Regions from separate parts of the Anser cygnoides genome. Here region 1 is linked to region 2. Evidence: chromatin contacts called from public Hi-C data. All regions are on one chromosome and are shown on one strand. Each heading gives the region's core, a stretch centred on a gene start, on an enhancer-like site or on the middle of the called end of the contact. The rest is flanking DNA. Distances are from core to core; before and after follow the strand shown. Region 1 holds the start of HPGD (15-hydroxyprostaglandin dehydrogenase). Region 2 overlaps HPGD (15-hydroxyprostaglandin dehydrogenase).

What was found. A called contact is a pair of places that touch in the nucleus more often than the background predicts.
Region 1: a Hi-C map of liver shows a contact between it and region 2, with 3 times the contacts expected there. The contact joins the promoter of HPGD here to the enhancer-like site in region 2. A contact is called at or near these places in 2 of 7 Hi-C or Micro-C datasets (both in liver).

Annotation. Positions count from the first base shown.
Region 1 is chr4:55,466,005-55,470,027 of Taihu_goose_T2T_genome, reverse strand. HPGD (15-hydroxyprostaglandin dehydrogenase) reads left to right here and starts at 1,989. Exons shown (of 7, transcript XM_066996172.1): 1 at 1,989-2,281; 2 at 2,388-2,511. The coding sequence starts at 2,189. It overlaps LOC106041768 (a long non-coding RNA gene), which reads right to left and starts at 1,965. Exons shown (of 7, transcript XR_007159981.2): 1 at 1,266-1,965.
Region 2 is chr4:55,429,055-55,433,195 of Taihu_goose_T2T_genome, reverse strand. It overlaps HPGD (15-hydroxyprostaglandin dehydrogenase), which reads left to right. Exons shown (of 7, transcript XM_066996172.1): 7 at 1-48. Among named protein-coding and RNA genes, the nearest start is that of HPGD, 37 kb to the left of the region's middle. Within about 2 kb of position 2,070, at least 2 of the 3 cell types and tissues checked have open chromatin away from gene starts, as enhancers often do. A contact at or near this core is called in liver, where this site is marked.

The DNA.
Region 1 (4,023 bases), core at 740-3,239, 37 kb before region 2:
TTCAGATATATTTTTGCCTAGGTTATAGGTATTGATGTGGAACTTTTTTTTTTTTTTTTTTTTTTTTTTTGGCCTTCTTCCACAAGTACATAAAATGGACCCTTTCCATTATTACATTCAGTGAACAAAATCAGATTTAGAAACCTTGGGTTAGTATATTACAATACTTCAATTTCTGTAACTTCAACCTACCATGTCCAGGATTATATTCAGCCAAGCTGACTGCTAGAACACAGACTTGTAAGATTTGTTTAACGCAGAGTGTGTGCACTCAAATCTTAAAGCATTCCAGTGTCACTGAAGAGTCCAATTTGTTCTCAATTTGTTCAACAATTTAGAAAAGAGCCGCCAAAGGTCATACTGACTACAATGATTTGACAACACAAAGGCTTTTTTTATTGATCTTTTCCTTTGCGTAGCACTTTAAAAAAATATTGATACGCAGTGAAAATAAAGACCATGATGGATGTTGATTGTGACTTGGCCAAAGGTTGAGGAAGGGGAGAAGTTATCGGGGTTGCGCTGAGGGTGAAAGACTCCACTATAATGTTATTGTTTGGTCCCTGTGTGGTAACACTGTTCTCATGATGTGCCTTTGACTGGGCACTGTACTTGCCTCTCAGCAGATTAGGGAAGCTGGCTCAGCTGGTTGGGAAAGACTTCATTAGGCATGGCAGTTTAGGTGGCACAAATTTCACAGCTCCAAAGCAATCTGGAGTCCTCCCAGAAATACAGGTATCATAGTCAAACAAATCACTAATCCCAGAGACCAGCTCCGACTGCTTTTCTGAAGTACTGTGAATCATGATCTTTAGGAAAACTAGATGGCTGCTGTCCAATTTTGCAGCTGGATTATATTAGTTCACATTTTTAAGGACAAAGGTTATAATAACAAGTTCTTGTGTTACTCAATTTACTCAATTAGGTAACATAGTTACCTTAATAGTTCTGTAACAGTTTGCTGGTGTTAGGTGTAATATAATTTGTTTCTTCTAGGGGAAAAAATGAATTGAATTAAGGGTGTTACATATATGAAGGCAGCATAGGAGAAAACAGGCAGCTGGGAGGAGAAACCAAACAGGTGTACTGTTGCTGTCGCTGAGAAGCAAGGAAACACTGCAACAGACAGTAATGACAGAGATGAAGTCTGAGTCAGAGTACCTTTGGGCCTCGAAAGCACAAGCAAAAAGTTTAAACGTGATACACCAGGCAAAAGAAAACAGAGCACCCCAAAGAAAAGCGTGTTGTAATACACAGATGCATACCTGGCATATGTACGTTTACGGCGCTTAAGGCTGGAGCGATGGATTTTCCCATCTGCCCAACACTCCACCGCAGTGGGTTTCCTGTGGGATAACATTTGTGAGCCTCCAGTGAAATATTAACGAACAAGAAACTTGATTTCAGCTTTTTGATCTATAAGACTGCTCTTATTTCTAACGCACGGTGATATATGTTACTTGGTCTTGATACATTCGCTTTTAATCAAACGTAATTTGCGCTCTGTAGGGGGATATTCGGCTTGCAAGCTGTAAAAGTGGTTAACCATTTCTGGAAGCACAAGCCGCGTTACACACAGACCCGAGCGTTTCTCGAAAGCAGTTATCTCCATGTGCCCGCCGTTCGCCCCGTTTAATGACCGCTTCTTCGCTATTCCCGGCTGTGAGGAAAGGACAAGCACCCTGTGCCTGTTTGCTTTTCGGGACCGGCTTCCTTCCCCCTGCTGCTCTCCGCCTGGCCCACCCGCAGGGCTCTCAGCCTCGGCCGGCTGCCGGGAGCCCTCTCGGAGCCCGCAGCCTCCTCTCAGCCCATCCGCGGCGGGCCGGGGGCTCTGCCCCAGCTCTGGCTGCCCCGGGGCCGGCAGGGGGAGCCGGGGGGGCTCTTGGCCGGCCCCCGCTGCTTAGTTCTTGTCCTGGAGAGCGAGTTAGCAGGGACCGAGCTGCTCCGCCCCCACTCCCCCCGGCCCCGGGCGGCTCGGGGCCGTACGCGAGGGGAGCGGGGGGGAATGGGCCGCAGCGGCACCGCCGGGGGGAGGAGGAGAAGAGCGAGGAGGAGGAGAAGGAGGAGGGCAGGAGGGAGGGAGCGAAGGAGGGAGGAAACTTGGGGCAGGTGACACGGCGCTAGGTTCCTCCGGCGGGGCGGGAGAAGCCTCCTGTGCGCCGGCCGGGAGGGACGGGCCGGCAGCGCCATGCACGTCAATGGCAAGGTGGCGCTGGTCACCGGCGGGGCGCAGGGCATCGGCAGGGCGTTCGTCCAGGCGCTGCTGGGCAAGGGAGCCAAGGTAAGCCCCGGGCAGCGCCCCCGTCACGGGCACCGGCAGCCCCCGAGCCTCGGCGGGGCTCCCCTCAGCCCCGCTCCTTCCCTTCCCTCCCTCCGTCCCCGGGCAGGTAGCGCTGCTGGACCGCAACCTCGAGGCCGGGCAGGAGAGCAAGGAGGCCCTGGACGAGCAGTTCGAGGCGCAGAGAACGGTGTTCATCCAGTGCGACGTTACGGACCCCGAGCAGCTGAAAGGTAAAGGGCCAAGCGTCAGCGCTGCGCTCCGGCTCAGCGCGCCGAGGGAGCCCGGGCTGCTGCACCTATAGGTGCGCAATTATGGGTGCTGCAGGACAGCCTACTCCCAATCGCTCCTGACAGTGACTCAAAAAGGATTTGTTTCTGAACCTGCAGATGTGAAATATGACTGCCAGCGCGCGCGTATTTCACTGTGTTACTTGGCACATCGTAAAGAAAAGCCAGAGAAATCATTTCCATTGAGCACTGTGTGACATTTTTGCATGAAAGCCTCTGCAGAAGATAGTTGTTATTTTATGAGTAATATACATAAACTTTAAAGCACGGACTTGCTTTTTATGAGGCTTCAGTACAGACTCCAAGCTGCATTCTCTCATCACAGGAGTAATAAATCTCCTCCAGGTTGCAGTGCTCTTTCTGTACAGCATGCTTGCCTTCAACGTCTGCTGCTGTGCCGAAAGAACAGTTGGCAGTAGATGGCACGCTGCTTTAGTGTGGGGTTGGATAAGGATCGATAAAGTTTTGCATATGTTTTGCAGATGCAGGGCATGGCAAGGAGCTTCCTTCACATGTGATTGCCATTCATGTTCTCAGTGAATAAATCCTGCTCCTCACTGACATCTTGGAATAGTTTGTAATTTTGACATACCCTTCACAACATCTCATAGTCACCACAACACTTCATTAAAGTTTCATTCTTAGGTTACATTCACAGGTAGTGAGTCACTTTCAAATTTTGACATAGCTGTTGTTAGTACCCTTTCCCCAGATTCATTTGTCAGGCTAGATGCGAGTGTTGTTAGTTCTACTTGCACTACACTTCACTCGCTGCTTTCTCAACGGTAGTGACGAAGCATATCCATTCCTCTTTCACAAAGCATTGCGGATAGTCCGGAACTCAGCAATATTGTTCCCAGCTCCAAGCTAGCGTGATTATGCCTAATTCCAGTGTTTTGCATGGGAGATACTGGACTTTAAACGTGAGATCTGCTCTGATCAGCAAACTTTTTTGTTTGTTTATCAGCTAGGTTCATTACTAACTTTTTCTTCAAGTGGGAGGAGTAACTCAGGAGCAAAAATAAGCATCTTAGGGGTAGGAATAGCATGTGCTGCAGTATGGCTGTTACCCCAGCATGCTTTCTCTCTCCCACTTCCCACATTTCCTCCTCATTTTAGTGCCAGGCTAGTGCAGGGCCTAAGGGCTGAGCCCTGGGAACTGGAGGGAGAAGGATGGGTCAGTGGGGGAGGATTTGCAACTAAGTTATCAGGAAAAGAATGATCAGAATAAGACTGGAGTGATGGCAAGGAGCAAGAGCAAGAAGCTGCTTATGCTTCTCTGATATTGCATTTTTCCCGTTGCAGGTTGCTTAGCAGAAATTTGCCATCACAACTGCAAATGCTGTAGGGCTTCTGTTTTTTACTGCTTTGTCATCTCTTCTCTTTCCTCACTTGCAATTGCAAACTGCTGATTAATAAACCTAATTTCACTCCTATAATTTCATGTGTTTAGTG
Region 2 (4,141 bases), core at 821-3,320:
GAGGGTTTTGTATATCTGTCATTGGATACACAACTCTACTCACATATAAAAAAAAAATGAAGTGATTTTTTTTTTTTTTTTTATAAAATTAGTTTTTAAACCGCACTCATTAAATTTAGTGGACATCAGTGCACCATCTTCTTACCTGGTGGAGGATCAAAGGAGAAAAACTTGAGCCTGGCAAAAGCCAAAGCTCTTGCTATACATCACACTTTTGATCAAAAGAAGAGCTTTAAAATGCACTAGGATACAGTATCTTTCTCTGATAGCAGAACCTGACAGGTATACCAAAAGAGCCAACTAAATCAGTTCATCACAAATACCAGCAACTGTAGCCTGCTGCAAACCTGTAGCCACATGTGCAGAGAGCAAAAGCACATTCTGTCTCTCTCTCTCTCCTTCTACCTAATCAAATTAGGGAAAGGACAGGCAGTGAACTTCAGGCAGATTGTTTTGCTTTTTAAGCAAAAGTTGGATGTTATACCAAATACAATAATATTTGGTCTGCACCATTCAGAGATCTGTCCCACTATTTTCCTGCAAATTTCACACCTCTGGGAGTTGTTTCCTAACTAAATGGCCCAAGAACAACAACAACAACAACAAAAAACCACAATACATGTTTTTGAGGGATGATTGGAAGGACTTTAGAGTTTGCTTTGCTTCCTCTAATGTCGAGAAAATGTTTAGACTTTTTCAACCTTCAGCTTTTAGTCTAAGAGATAGCACTTTGGTTTTGGACCATTAGGCTTTCTAGTCAACAGCTGTTATTTTTCCCTCCTAAAACAGAGGTTTGTTTAGTGGAACAACCAACTTTTATCAGTTTGGTAACTCTGCTATCATTTTTAGGTGGTATAATACAATCCAATTTCATATCTGATTTTAAAGCTTGTCAGAGCTTGTTTAGCTGTTCCTATTTATCTTTCTCTGGAAAAGAAAGGAAATGTTTTGTTTGCTTTCTTGTCTCATTCTGCCTTTGAGGATTCCAATGGGTCAGGTTGAAATCCAGAATATTAATTACCTTGCATACCATTACATCAACACGATCTGGAGGAAACAGATTTTTCTTGGTTTCCTGTTCTAAACTGATGCAGGTTCGGGTCAGACAGAAAATTTGATAGCTGAGGACTGGGGCCTCTCTAAATGCAGTTCATTCTTCCTTACCTCATACAATATTGATTTCATGTTATGTTAGTGTCAGGCCAAAGTTAAATTATTATTTTTCATATTTGACCTATCCACACCTAGAACTTTGTGTTTCTACACTTTGAGAGAAGGTTGTCTGATGGTCAAGGATGAAAATATGAAATAGAGGTAGCCATTAAGAAAAGAAAACTGTAGACGTTGGGGTCACGTTGGTGGAAACTGAACCTGAAGGTTCTCCCCATATTTAGAGTCAGACAGGTATTGAGTTAGTTTCAATGCATTCTGGAGAAACATGTTTACCAGATGACTAAATAGAGAACAATTTGAGGACCAGTATTTTGAGACCAGTCCAGAGCCTGAAATAAAGTGTCAAAATTCTTATGGAGAAAGAATATGAACCAGTCCCAGTGAAGAGTATAGCAGGAAAGGGGAGACACAAGATTCCACCCAAGCTACAGGAAAGCCTCATCAGAGACATCTTGTCTGGGTCCGAGTACTCTATGATTTTCTACACATTTCTTACTCTTTTAACATCCTCTGAATCAGCATGGTGCTTCTGAAGTTATTCATTGCACAAGACTGTTGCATAACACAACTACCCTGAACTCTAATCTGTTGACAAATTACTCATGACAGATGGTGGCAAGCAATGGCATAAAGACCCACTGTACAGTGGACAGCTAGGAATTTGCTTGCTAAAGGAAAAGACAGTTCTAGGCTTTGGGTCAGAAGGAAGAGAAAGGCAAAATCCATTTTTGGATGTTCTCGGTTTATATTGCAATTACTGAGTGTGGCTGCAAAGTTCCACTTCCTACGTAAGTGTAGTAGGTTTACATGGCAAGGTTTTGGTAGCAGGGGGCCATAGGGGTGGCTTATGTGAGAAGGATCTAGAAGCTGCCCCATGTTTGGTAAGGGCCCTATTGCTGATCAGAGCTGAGCCAATAAGTGATGTTGTTTTGCGCCTCTGTGAGAGCATATTTAAGACAGGGGAAAAAAACCGCTGTGCCACACAGCAGCTGGGAGAGTGAGAGGAGTGAGGAACAGCCTTGCAAGCGCCAAGGTCAGTGAAGAAAGAGGGGGAGAGGTGTTCCAGGAGCCGGAGCAGAGGTCCCCTGCGGCCTGTGGTGAGGACCATGGTGAAGCAGGCTGTCCCCCTGCAGCCCATGGAGTACCGCGGTGGAGCAGGGTTCCACACTGCAGCCCGTGGAGGAGACCACGGTGGAGCAGGTGGACCTGCACCGATGGAGACTGCAGTCTGTGGAAGAACCCCGCCGGAGCAGATTCTGGGCCAGACACGTAGCCCGTGGAGAGGAGACCACGCAGGAGCAGGTGACCTGGCAGGAGCTGCTGCCTGTGGGGGATCCAGGTTGGAGCAGTTTGCTCCTGAGGGATGGACCCCGTGGTACGGACCCATATCTGGAGCAGTTCTTGAAGAGCTGCTGCCTGTGGGAAGCCCATGCCGGATCAGTTCAGCAAGGCCTGCATCCCGTGGGAGGGACCCCACAGCACAGGGGACAAGAGTGACTGAGAAGGAGCGGCGGCGAAGAAGCACTATAGACTGACCATAACCCCCATTCCTCCGTTCCCCTGCGCCGCTTGGGGGGGGAGGTGGAAGAGGGTAGATGGGGGGGAAAGGTGTTTTTGGTTTCTTTCCTTTGTTTCTCACTTCTCCAGCTTGTTAGTAATAGGTAATAAATCTTACTATCTCCCTACGCTGAGTCTGTTTTGCCTGTCACGATAATTACTGTGCAATCTCCCTTTCCTTATCTCAACCCTTGAGCCCTTTTCATTGTATTTTCTCCCCGTTCCTCTTTGAGGAGGGGGAGTGAGAGAGCAGTTGTGGTGGAGCTTGGCCACGCACCTGAGTAAAACCACCACAGTAAGATGCAGAGGTTTAGAAATTACACATGGAAGAACAGGCTTCGTGTTTTTATCTCATACCAAGCAATTGATAACAACAGTGCTAACTGCAAAGTAAGAGGGGAAAAAAATACAAAAAGCAGAAAAAAACAATACCAGCTATGAGGTTGGCCACTAACTGAAACGTTCTGCTTCCATATGCACATCCTGCTGTGCTGGGGAAGGAAGGGAAAATACTGTTTATGGCAGAAAAACAAACAAACAAAAAAACAGTTTTTCTAGCAGATGTCAGAATGTCAGAAGCAATGATGACATTGTGCATGAGTTACCTTCTGAAGTGGTACCCTTGACAGAGAGAAAGCATATCTAAATCAGGCTGAGAAAGAGAAAGGCTTTTCTTCTAAGCTGCCCTGGGGACAGCTGTGTAAAAGGCAGTATCAAAGGGCTTTGTAGACCCTTGTACTGCACTAAGGAAACTCCAGATTTGACAGACAGGAGTGGAGTAGAATAATCTGAATGTCTATATATCCCTCTAAGGGGTCTGCCCAAGAGGAGATCTGGGGACACTACCGTATCTGCCTCCCTCCCATTTCCTTGGCCTATGCACTGGCAGGAACTGATCAGCAGATCTGCAACAAGTGCATCCCTTGGCTGACACCTCTGGTCCTGATTCTGCAACCTGGAAATCATGGACAAAGCATCACTGCAAGCTTACAATGAAAGCTGGCAAGAAGGCCTGAAAGACACTTGCACTCATAGGTCCCTGCTGCAGCACAGAGTCATATTTGGCTGTGCAATGGCAGACAGTTTTCAAGATTGTAAACACATTAACTGGGATTACTTTTAGAAAGGAAGGCTTCCTCACATAAAAAGATCAAATTGTTAATTATTAAAATATCTTCATACTTCTAACTTCCCTGTAATCTCTTATTTCTCTGAAGACATTGTTGGCTGTGCTAGTATCACATTCAAAAGGCTTAATATTTTACCAAGGTAAAAAGTGAAAGTTTCATTTTATCCAAATGATAAAAATTGCTTTACATAAAAATGTTATTGTCAATGATAAACGTAATCTTAATATTATTTTTTGGTCTATTTTTGAGTAGGAGTATTAGATGGACTTCTATTGTTTTTC